Regions from separate parts of the Sus scrofa genome. Here region 2 is linked to region 1. The links are chromatin contacts, called in public Hi-C maps. All regions are on one chromosome and are shown on one strand. Each heading gives the region's core, a stretch centred on a gene start, on an enhancer-like site or on the middle of the called end of the contact. The rest is flanking DNA. Distances are from core to core; before and after follow the strand shown. Region 1 has its middle 21 kb from the start of ACTG1. Region 2 has its middle 24 kb from the start of SLC38A10.

Region 1 (5,672 bases), core at 1,103-3,602:
CTTCCTTCATCTTCTCCGGGGCTCCCACTCCTACCTGCCCTTCAAAGCCACCTCAAGCGCCACCTCCTCCCATCATCTCCATTCTGCAAGGAGTCCTCTTCCTCCCAACTTCTCAGAGGTCCCTGGCTCAGGCTGTCCCCTCCTGAACTTGTTCTGGCTACTCCTGTTGGACCGCGGACGTCACGCCTCCTTGGCGCCTCCTGGGGCTGAGCCCTGGCGGGGTAGAGACAGGCCCCCTGAAAGGATGTGAGTGAATGACCCCCCTCGCCCCCCGCCACAGAGGGAAGCCCTGTCTCTAAACTCGCCAGGCAAAACGCATGGTCCAAGAGTTCCCACTGTGGCTCAGTGGGTTAAGAACCTGACATAGTATCCATGAGGATACAGGTTCAATCCTTGCCCAACCTTGCTCAGTGGGTTAAGGATCCAGCATTACTGTGAGCTGTGGTGTAGGTCACAGATGTGGTTCGGATCTGGCGTGGCTGTGGCTGTGGCTGTGGTGTAGCCTGGTGGCTGCAGCTCCGATTCAACCCCTAGCTTGGGAACTTCCATTTGTCACAGGTGTGGCTGTGGAAAAAAGCCAAAACCCAAAAAAGGCGTGGGCCCTTCGTCCTGCAGTGTGGGCGGAGCACCCTCTGACGCAGGCACCGTGAAGAGACAACGGCGAAAGGCCAGTCCCTGCCCCGGGGACGTATGGTCCCAACTGTGCCCATGACAGCTAGGAGCATCTAGGAGGCCATGTGGACGGACACATGTGCTCTCTGTCCACTGCTCTGCCTCCTGTTTGACTCATCACTGTACACCGTCCTTCTGGAGAGCTGGAATGGGTTCGCACTGGGAGGGAGAGGCTTGGCCAAGCCCCACCCCACCCATTTCAAACGTACCTCTGGGAGGTCCCACCGTGGTGCAGCAGAAATGAATCTGACGGGTAACCCTGAGGTGGCGGGTTTGAATCCCTGGCCTCACTCGGTGGGTTAAGGGTCCGGCGTTGCATGAACTGTGGTGTAGGTCGCAGACGCGGCTCGGATCCTGCGTTGCTGCAGCTGTGGTGGAGGCCGGCAGCTGTAGCTCCATTTTGACTCCTAGGCTGGGAGCCTCCCTGTGCTGGGAGTGCGGCCCTAAAGCAGGGGGGTGGGGGTGGGGGGCGAGGGGGAGGTACCTCTGCAAGGACACACCTGGGTTTCACTCACACCGTATGTCACTGCCTACAAAATAAAACAAAACAGCAGTGTTCCTAAGATGCTTCTAGTCACACTTCAGAACAGGTGCTGGACATGTCCCCATTTCCCGCCCCAGCTGTCCTGCCCTGTGGCCGGAGGTGGACCCTGGGGCACAGGGTCGCTAGGGATTCAGCCAGGAAGGAGCTGCAGCTGTGAGGAGCAGGCAGGAGGAACGTGAGGCCAGCACATGTACAACCAGGACCCTCCCTGCCAGGTTGGCCACGACCCTCCTTCCAAGGTCGGACCTTCTGCTGGATGGGCCTCTCCCATGGCCCTTCAAGTCAACGGGATAGCAGCTCCCCGTTATTGCCGGCCCTGGCCTGCATGATCTCCTCTTCAATTCGTTCATTTTCCATTTATTCAACTCTTTTCAAATCCTCTGTCTGAGGTGCCATAAAAGTGTAAGACCACATCAATTGCCCGTATCAAAGAACATTCTTGTATGTTCCACTTGGAGTAGCTTGGAGGGGAGACCAGTGGAAACTAGGGGAAGGCTTGCCTCCAGGCCTTCCTGGGGCCACCGCTGTTTGTGGCCTCAGGATAATAGCAGGTGCTGTCAATAACCGACTCAATCAGTGAATGGATTGATCCCTGCTGGCCCCTCCACCACCCAACAGCAGATTGCCCCTTCCTTGACGATTTTCCTCAGTCTCCTTGGTCAAGCCCTCAGGTCCCTCCTTCCCTGAGCCCAGCCTTCTGGGGGTACAGTGGCGGGGGGTGGGGAGAAGCCCAAGCCCAAGCCGTGGTTGGACCCGCGGTCCAGCAGCGGGATCAAGAAAACCCCAGGGGCTCCACCCTCACAGGCTCTGTGGCTTTGAGGCTGTCACTTCACTCCACGTGTGCAACGGGAGCAGCCACGACCCCCCCCGCCATCCGCGGCCCCGCACGACAGAGGGCCGAGAAGATGGCACAGCGCTTTGCGCTCCAAGGGCACTCGGGGACCCTCGGGGACGGCTCGGAGTCCTCGGGGCGAGCGTCCCGGGAGTGGCGCGGGGCCGCGGGGCCGCGGGGCCGCGGGTCGCTGTCCTGCCTCCGCGGCGCCCCGGGCTTTGGGCGCCCCGCCCGCCTAGGACTGAGAACCGCCGCGCGCGCCTCCCCACGTGGGGCCGTACGGGCTCGCAGCCCGGGCACCCGATTGGCCACCAAGCAGCCAATCAGAGGGTGTCGTCGGCAGCCACCTCGCCAATTGGCTGCGGAGAGCCAGTCAGCGAGGGGCGGGGCCTTCTTTTGTTCTCTCCTCCGCGGCCCCGCCGGCCCCGCCTCCCGGGCCCCGCCTCGGGGTCCCCTGCGGCCCCGGCGCCTCAGCTGTGGGCACCCCCCCACCCCAAAGCCCCGGTCGGGGCCGCCGGGAGGCTGCCAGTTGCGGTCGAGGCCCCTCCGAGCTGGCCGCTCCTGGGGCCAGCCCCGCTCTCGCCCCCTCCTCACCCACCCGACTGGCATGGGAGAAAGAACCAGCTGCCTGAAACACAGCCTGCGCAGGGGCTGACCTTGGACAAGCCCTTTCAGCTACGTCCCTCGGTGCCTTGCCCTTGCTTTCTCCCTGTCTCCCAGGACTTGGGGACAAGAAGAGCCCATAAAAAATGAGCTGGGGCTCTTTCTGCAACGTGCCCAGGCAGTGACAGAAAGTCTCCGATTTTTCCTGCGGGGGAGCGTGGAGCACGTGGGAGATGGCCTTAGAGGGGAGACTAAGTGTCTGGACATTGCTAACCTGAGCCCTCATTTAGAGCGACAGTCCTTTCCTGATCCGAGGGGCTGGATGGGGGAAGGGACAGAAGCCCGGGCCTCAGCCGGGCCAGCTGTACAAACTCTCCCCAAATCATCCTCCCTCTTCCACCACTTCACAGGGGCCCCCCTCGGGGGTGGAAAGTGGTGGCCCTAGGAGCCAGGGCCCTTGCCGGGAGAAAGAGCACTGGGCTGGGCTAGGGGGTCAGGCGTTCAGTCTGGTCTCTTTTCCTCAAAGTCACCACCTTCCTCCAGAAACTATCTGGAGGCATCGCCCAGTGCCTTGGTGGCCACACACATCCTGGGAGGCAGCCAGGCTGCAGTGCTGTCCAGGCTGTGGACACAGGGCTCCCGATCTCCAGACTGGGGCCTGAGGTCCTCTCCAGGCTCGGATCCCCTCTCTGGGAGTCTAGAGGTTCAGCTCCGTTCGTCCCATGATACAGCAGCTAAAGAGACCACTGAGGTGGGACAGGGCCCCTGCCAGGCAGGTCAGGGCCCACCGTTTCCTCAGCGCCCTTTGCAACCCCCATTGACTGGTTTTTTTTTTTTGTCTTTTGTCTTTTTTTTTATTGCCTTTTCTAGGGCCACTCCCGAGGCATATGGAGGTTCCCAGGCTGGGGGTCCAATTGGAGCTGTAGCAGCAGGCCTACACCAGAGCCACAGCAACACGGGATCCAAGCCGTGTCTGCAACCTCTACCACAGCTCACGGCAACGCCGGATCCTTAACCCCCTGAGCAAGGGCAGGGATCAAACCTACATCCTCATGGTTCCTAGTCAGATTCGTTAACCACTGCGCCACGACGGGAACTCCAACTCCCGTTGACTTTGAAGAGCCCCTAAGCCAGTATTGGTGGCGAAGATGGAGCCCTGACAGCGGCTCAGGGACAGTTTGACCAAAATGTGGTCACCCACCTGGAAAGAACTGAGAGTCTGTAAAAAATGTAATTCCCCAAGAAAGACAGATTTGAACCTGATTGGTGTCCAGAACGCTTCTTCATGTCACGGGTGGAGCACGCCCTCACTCGGTGTGACTCCTTGGCTCTGGGGTGCTGGGCCACCCACTCCAGCTCCCAGCAAGCAGCATCAGGGTCAGAGGCCTCCCCCGCAGCCTGGCTGTAGTGGCCCCTGGAAGGACTCCCAGCCTCAGGGCCTTGGCAGGTGTCTGCTGGCTCCCTGGGAGTGGGGTGGTGGGAGGCTGACATCTGCAGAGTGTTTTTACTGTTGGACAAATTGAATCAATTAAACAGGCCCCATCGGGGTGGCCGGGAGCCCAGTGAATGGGAAGGAACAGGGAGCGGAGCCAAGGGGGCAACACAGCCTGTCTCCGGGGGCATCTCGCCAGTGAGAATGCGGGGTGAAGAGGCAAGTGGGACACACCCCTTTCCTGGCTGTGTGGGGACAGGGACCCTCTGTGCTGACCTCAGTGAGGGAGGGAGGGGCATGGCGCAAAAGCGAAAGCCAGAAGAGGGTCCTGGGGCAAGTTACCGGGGCTGCGGTGGAGGAAACTCAGCGGGGGCTGGCGCAGGTTTGCATCCAGGATGCAGGCCCTCTGGGCTTCTCAGCTGTCAGCCCTGCAGACGGGGGCTCCAGAGCTCCCCAACAGCACAGGCTCCTCTCGATGGCATTTTGTGGCTCCCGCATGGAGGCCTCCGGAAGCTGCAGGCTCCACCAGAGAGAGAGGAGGCCGCCCAGGGAGGTTGGAGGAGCCAGCGGAGGGAAGAGGAAGCAGACTTCGGAGATGATAGCAAGGGCCGCCGGTCACCCACCTGGAGCGGAAGCCCCCCCGCCTTGGGCAGGCCCGGAATGATTTAGGGGCCGGCTGCTCTGTGACCTGGCTGACCCAAGGCTGGCCACGGCCTGGGAGGCCAAGCAGCTGCTGGAGCGTCCGGCTGCCAGAGCAGCACCCAGTTCCCTGACTGGCAGGGCAGCAGGGCCACCTCCTCAAATGCCCTTCCCCAGAGCCTCAGGGCAGGTGGCGTCTCTTTGGGTTGCTGCTGCTGGGGCAGGGAGGGTTGCCACACGTCAGGCCAAGACCCCTGCTCGCCCAGTTGCCACCAGGCACAGCACGTGACAAAGGAGCTTTGCTCTGCTCTTCATGTGCCACAGTGGTGACAATCTCACTGTCACCCAGGACAGCCAGACCACATCTGTCCCTTGATTTCAAATGACCATTATGATGCCACCTGAGGCTCTGGCATCTCATCAGCGAACTCCCGTGGAGGCCACTGGTCAGCGGGAGAGTGTCATTTGCCAGCCCTCAGAAGCCACGGGGCAGAGGCTGAGGAAGGGCACTGACCAGTGTCTGGGCCTGGGACTGGCTGAGGGTCCCACTTCCAGAACTTAGCCTGGGACCAGGGTTAATTCACCTGGAGATGAGGAGAAAGCTTTGCAGCTGCCGCAGCCCCTGGCCAGGGCCATCAGTGGGGCTGCCGCCCTTTCCTGGCCGGCCGACCATGAAACAGCCTGAATCTGGGGCCCCGCGGCTAGAGCCAGGGGGCCTGCCAGAGGAGGAGGGGCTGTGGGAGGGGCCGGGGAGGCTGGTTGTTGCTTGCATGTCACCTGCTTAGGACCTCCGAACTCAGACCTCCCCCCCAAGGTAGGGTTTTGAGGCCCGGAGGTGGTGCGGATGGGCCAGAGGGACCGGAGAGCGATGCCAGATCTTGGCTGTCTGCTGTCTTGTCTGAAGGGGAGTGCGTGTTCAGCCTGGAGGGTAGGCACCCCCTTCAGGAGAT
Region 2 (5,838 bases), core at 2,070-4,569, 120 kb before region 1:
CATGGCGTGGTGCTGGGGGGGTGGGTAGGACACCAAACCCCAGCCAGTAGGTGGGCTGACCTGCCCTTCGCTGTCCCCTCCCACCCGAGGGTCCCTGGCTTGGGCTCTGCTCCTGGAGCATGCCGTCTGGGGTCATGGCAGCTGGAGTCGGGGCGAAGATGCTTCCTGGTCTCCCCTGCGGGGTAGGAACAGACATACGGTGTGAAGATACCACTGGGGGAGGGGGGCCTTCCAGCCTAAAGTCCTCCTCTGGGCCCCCCAGGCCCCTTCCCCGCCTGCCTCGAGAAGTCACCCAAAAGCTGTTTTCTAGAACAACCAGAGGCGGTGGTCAGCAGAGGCCGGGGGGACAGCCCTCTGGGGTGAGGCTGGGAGGCCTGCCCCCTCCCCCCAGCAGGAGGGCCCCCTCCCCCTTGCCCTGTGCCCTGGGGCCCCAGGAAGGCTGGGGTGGCCCGGCCAGCCCGGGAGCTGCAAAGGGCACTGAGAGTGCAGCGCTGGGGCGAGCCGCCAGCAGGGCCAAGACAATGTGGTTTCAATCTAATTGTCCCAAAATATTGTTACAACACAAACCACGTGCCATCCACTCACCTGCAACTAATCAGCGGCAAAGCTACCGAATAAATCGGTTCCACACCCGTGGGGCCGGGCAGCCCGGCGCGCGAACCCGGGTGCCCAGGCCAAGGCCACGGCGGCCAGGGCCTGTTTCCTGTGAGGGGAAAGACTCCTCAGGGCGAGTGGGGGGCACCGCCAGGGCTCCTCCTCCCTCTGACCCCCACTTCACTCTGGAGGACAGAGCTGGAAGGGCCAGCCCTTCATATCACACCTGTCCAGGCCCCGGTGGGTCGCCAAGGAGCTGGGGCCAAACTGGGGCGACAGCCAGGTCAGCCAAGGGCTTCCTGGGGTCTGGGGGCCAGAGAGTCCCCAGTGTCCTCCCTCCGCCCTGACCCTCCCATTCCAAGACTGCGGCCCTGGGCACTGCACCCCTTTGGGAAACACCTGCATGCCCGTATGCGCTATTGACAAGCTGCCTTTGAAAGCACGGAGGCCTTCTGGTTAGTAGGATGGAGAGAGTCTGCCAGCAGCCAAGTGCGCTAAGGGGGATCCCTCGTTGAGCCAGCGAGGAGACTGATGCTCAACAGAGGACCCCAGCTTCGCCAGCGCCCATTGCGGGTGGGCCGGGCCGGCCAGCCTCGGTCCCTCCCGAGGTGCGTGCTGCCCCGAATGCACCTGGCGCACTGCCAGCCAGCTGGGCCGCACACAGGCCCGCTGGGAAGGGCCTGCACCCCGAGCTCCAGGGGAGCAGACGAAGCAGAACCCGGGTGCTGGAGAAGCAGGATGCTCTGACCCCTTGCCGCGAGCCCGGGAAGCCTGGAGGTCCTTGGGCTCAGCCTTGAGGGCGAACGGGGGGTGCGTGGGTAGGAAAGATGGCTCCAGAGTGAGACCCACAAACCCGCCTTTGCGGGGTGTTTGGAGGGAGGCGTAGCAAAGACTTTCTTTCCAAATAAGGTCATAGTCCTGGGCTCCAGGTGGACACGTCTCTTTTCTGGGGGTGGGGGGGTACCATTCAGCCCACAACTCGGCGACAGCCTAGCCCGCCACTACCCTGGAGATCGCCCTCTGTATCAGGTGCCACGCAAACCAGCCCTTTGCCCCAGCAGCGGTCATTTCTGGGATGCAGACCTTATTATGCTCCTTTGTAGCGAAGAAAAATGAGGCTCAGAGATGTTAAGGCGCTTCCCCAAAGCGGCACAGCTTGGAAGCGGCCTCCGCATATTCCGTCAGTGTCTTGGAACAGGCGGCCTGGAAAGGTTGCAGGTGTTCCCAACACAGCTGGCAGCAGCAGGGAGGCCAAGGTCAGCCCACAGCCAACAGGCAGTGGTGGGGGATGGGGGGCGGACAAGAGCCAGAACCGGGCCGGAGGGTGGTGGCCGCAAGGTCGCCTCCGAGCAGCCACTCTTGCAAGGGGTGCGTGAAGGCGCGGACGTGAGAACCCCCCAACCTTATCTGTGCCCACGGTGTCAACTTGTTCCCCGTGTCCGTCTTTGAATAAGGAGCAAAGTGGACCAAATCGCTTTTTATCTCCTGTTGAGCAGGGCCTGCCTGGCAGGGAGGCAGCCACAGAGGTGGACGGAGCCCCTCCCAGGGAGGACAGGACAGGGACGAGGAGAGCCCAGGCCCCCGCCCCCAACGCCTCTCCCTGGGCCCCTTCTTTGAAAAAATCTTTTTATTGTGAAAAATTCATGTCACATAAAATTAGCCATTTTAAGTAATTTTTTAAGTGTGCAATTCAGTGCCTTTCACTCCATTCACTAAGTTGTGCAACCATCACCTCTATCAATTTCCAAAATTTGCATCATCTGAAACAGAAACGTTACCCATTGAGCAATAACTCCCCCCACCCCACCCCCCGCCCCTGGTAACCTCTCATCCGCTTCTGTCTCTAGGAATAGAATTTGCCCATTCGAAGGACCCGTGTGAGCGGAATCAAACCATATCTGTCCTCTTTGTCTGACTTCTTTCACAGAGCATATGATGTCTTCAAGTTCATCCATGTGTGTCAGAATTTCCTTGGTTTTTTTTTTGCTTAATTTTTAGGGCTGCACGGGCGCCATATGGAGGTTCCCAGGCTAGGGGTCGAATCGGAGCTGTAGCCACTGGCCTACGCCACAACCACAGCATTGTGGGATCCCAGCCGCTGTGCTGTAGATCTGCGACCTGCCACACAGCTCCCGGCACCACCGGATCCTTAACCCAGTGAGCGAGGCCAGGGATCGAACCCGCACCCTCATGGTTCCTCGTCGGAGTCGTTAACCACTGCGCCACAACGGGAACTCCCAGAGTGTCCTCCTTTTTAAGGCCAAATCGAATCCCAGCGGGTGGGCAGAGCACCTTCTGCTTATCCTCCATCTGACAGTGGACAGTGGGCCGTGCCCACCTTCTGGCTGCTGTGAACACGGGGAGCCGCTGCCCCCAGCTCGCTGGAAAAAATACCCACACGTGACATGGCTGGGTTCCGTGCCGATTCTATGTTGAAGGGACCACGGGCACCCAGGCCTTTTTCAACCCAGATTTTGGTCTTTTACAGAAAGAAATTTTGTCTCCATTCTCTTCCCTGGGCCTGGGGTGGGGGGGGGATGCTGTGGGGGTGAGGAAGGCCTGGGGCGCTGCTGGAAGCGGGGAGGCCCCAGCGCCCACCCTGGAAGGCTGTCTCTTGGAGTCAGCTCCGTGCCTCCAGGGCAGCAGGGTCCGGGCGGTGTCCCTGTCGCTTGCGGCCTGGATTTCCTGCCTGTCGAGGGCAGACACAGCAAGCACCCACGTCTTCGGGGGCTCTGGGCTCAGAGGAGGGAGGTACAGCACAGAGACCGGCCCTGGTATGTCATGAGGGCTCCGTGAGGTCCCTCCCAAGGCCCCGGGCAGCGGCTGAGCTCACAGCCCCCAGGGAAAAAGACCCCCGGAGAGCAGAGAGGGCTCGGGCCTCCGACAGTGTCCCCTGCCTGCACCAGGGTCAAGGGCCAGGTCTGCCCGCTGTGCAGGTTCTCTCCAGTAGGGGGCGCCCTGCAGCTTCCTTCTTGCTCTTCCTGAGGGGCGGCAGTGACCCTTTCTGGATCCAGTGATGGACAGCCTCCGTGGTGGGGGCAGTTCAAGGCTGGTCGCCCGGCCACATGGGGCTCTGCCCGCTGCAGGGTTCTCAGGGCCCCAGGCCTCACCTGCAGGGGAGGGGGCCCCTGGACCACAGGGCTTAGAGAGGAGGGGCACGGCCCAGGGAGGCGGGGGGCTGGTGTGCGGTTGACCAGGAGCCTGCTTGGGGTGTACTGGCCTCGTGCGCTGTCCCCAGGGCAGAGGGCACCCCAGGTTGCCTGGAGAAGCTGCTTCCGGGGTCCAGGCCTGCCTGAAGGTGGGACCGGGGTCTCTGGACTGGACTCAAGGCCACGGCCCCCAGGAAGAGCCCTCCCTGGTCCTCTCGGCAGTAGCCGCAGCCCCTCCTGGCTCTGTGTTTCCAGAGCTGGCCTTCCTGGAGGCGACTGCCTGGCGTGATCCACACAGGGTCCCCACAAACTTCATTTCTTATTTATTTACCTACGTATTTTTTTTGCCACATCAGCTTCATGCAAAAGCTCCTGGGCGAGGGATCGAACCCGCACCATTGCACTGCCAACGCCAGATCCTGAACCCACCAGGCCACCTGGGACCTGCCCCCCACAAACTTTTTAACACGAGTGGTTTCTCCCAGCGTCTGTGAGAAAAAACAAAACCAACCGATCAAGCCTGCGATTTCACAGATCTTAACGCCGGGGACAAGATCAGGGGAAAGGGAGCCGTGAAATTTCAGAACCCGGTTGAGTAAGAAACGGCGCAGGGTCCGCGGAAGGTCAGGCCAGGGCGGGAGGGAGGTGCCGGGCTGGGCGGGAGCCCGGGCCCTGCCTGCAGGGTCTCCCGTCTGGCAGCGGCCCTGGCAGGCAGGCTGGCAGGCTGGGTGGTGACGGTGACTCACAGCCGGCAGGGCCCTTTGCCCAGCGCCCTGCCTCGGGTGAAGTGAGAAACCTGACCAGGCTCCAGCGGATGGGAGACCCCACCCCGGCCCGGGCGGGACAGGTGTGGCTGGGCTGCGGCTCCATCCCACGCCCACACAGGCCTGGGGCCAGGGCGTCTGAGCCCAGTTTGTCACTGAGGCAGCAGCTGCCTCTCCCAGGCCGGAACCCAGGCTGTGGGCCATCCCCCCAGGCATGCAGCTCCGGGCTCTGCCCTGGGCGGGAAGCACGGCTTGGTTGGCAGGCAGGGCTGAGGAATGGCCCCCACACCTCCCCAGTTAGCTGTGAGGCCTCCAGCAAGTTGCTTCCGCTCTTTGGGCCTCTGTGTGTGTCTCTGGTTGGGTCACCTCCTCAGCAAAGCCTTTGCAGGTGTCCTCAAGGCTCCAGAGACCCCGCTCCCCGGCCCCGATCTGTCACTCTCACCTGGATTTCAGAGGCTGGGAGGGGCCGGGGGGGTGGATCGGGGTGGTCAGAGTCACAGCTGCCCCACATCCTCCCTGGTGGAGGGGCCAGGACCACTCTGGAGTTCCTGAGGCGCTCCCGTCGTGGCTCAGTGGTTATCGAACCATGAAGACATGGGTTCAATCCCTGGCCTCGCTCCATGGGTTAAGGATCCGGCGTTGCCGTGAGCTGTGGTGTAGGTCACAGACGCGGCTCGGATCTCGAGCTGCTGTGGCTGTGGTGTCGGCTGGTGGCTACAGTTCCCATCAGACCCCCAGCCTGGGAACCTCCATACACCTCGGGTGCGGCCCTAAAAAGACAAAAAAAAAAAAAAAAAAAAAGAGCTCCTGGAGTGTTCTGCTCACTTGCCCACGGAGACCCTCCTTCGGGAGCTGCCTTGAGAGCCCCGAGCCCCTCCTTCCCGCCTGTCCTCTTTGCTCTCGGGTACCAAGCTGCCTCTGGGGCTCTGCGGGGAGGGGGAGGCTGGGGCAGCAGCAAAGGAGGCCCAGGGCCTCTGTGGGGCCCGCTGAGGCCTCACAAGGAGGCACTACTGGGGGACACGGAACGGACTCCGGGCAGAGCAAAGAGCAAAGGATCCCAGGCAGGACCATGCCGGTGCGGGCGCAACTGAGAACTGGGGCGTGGGGGCCGGTGTCGGGAACGGGTGGGGGACCGCCAGCAGCCGCTGGTGCCAAGCCCCCCGCCTGCCTCCTTCCCCAGCTGGGGGCCCCACTCCGGTTCTCTGGGCTGCTGGGAGGTGACCCAGTGTCAGCGGTCTCGAAGGGGAGGGAGACGGGACCCAGAAGTCGGGGGAAGGCTGCGTGTCCCCACGCCCCGGACCAAATGCTACAAAAGCCCTGACTCAGGGGTC

The links. Hi-C and Micro-C count contacts between places; a contact is called where the count stands out from the background.
Region 2: a Hi-C map of fetal liver shows a contact between it and region 1, with 2.0 times the contacts expected there. The contact joins two enhancer-like sites. A contact is called at or near these places in 1 of 5 promoter capture datasets (liver), 18 of 47 Hi-C or Micro-C datasets (adipose tissue, alveolar macrophages, blood and 11 more) and 1 of 2 datasets of contacts at active chromatin or transcription factors (skeletal muscle).

The regions. Positions count from the first base shown.
Region 1 is chr12:1,338,236-1,343,907 of Sscrofa11.1, reverse strand. No RefSeq gene overlaps it. Among named protein-coding and RNA genes, the nearest start is that of ACTG1, 21 kb to the right of the region's middle. Within about 2 kb of position 2,352, at least 49 of the 83 cell types and tissues checked have an H3K27ac peak or open chromatin away from gene starts, as enhancers often do. A contact at or near this core is called in adipose tissue and fetal liver, where this site is marked.
Region 2 is chr12:1,454,767-1,460,604 of Sscrofa11.1, reverse strand. No RefSeq gene overlaps it. Among named protein-coding and RNA genes, the nearest start is that of SLC38A10, 24 kb to the left of the region's middle. Within about 2 kb of position 3,319, at least 14 of the 83 cell types and tissues checked have an H3K27ac peak or open chromatin away from gene starts, as enhancers often do. A contact at or near this core is called in adipose tissue and fetal liver, where this site is marked.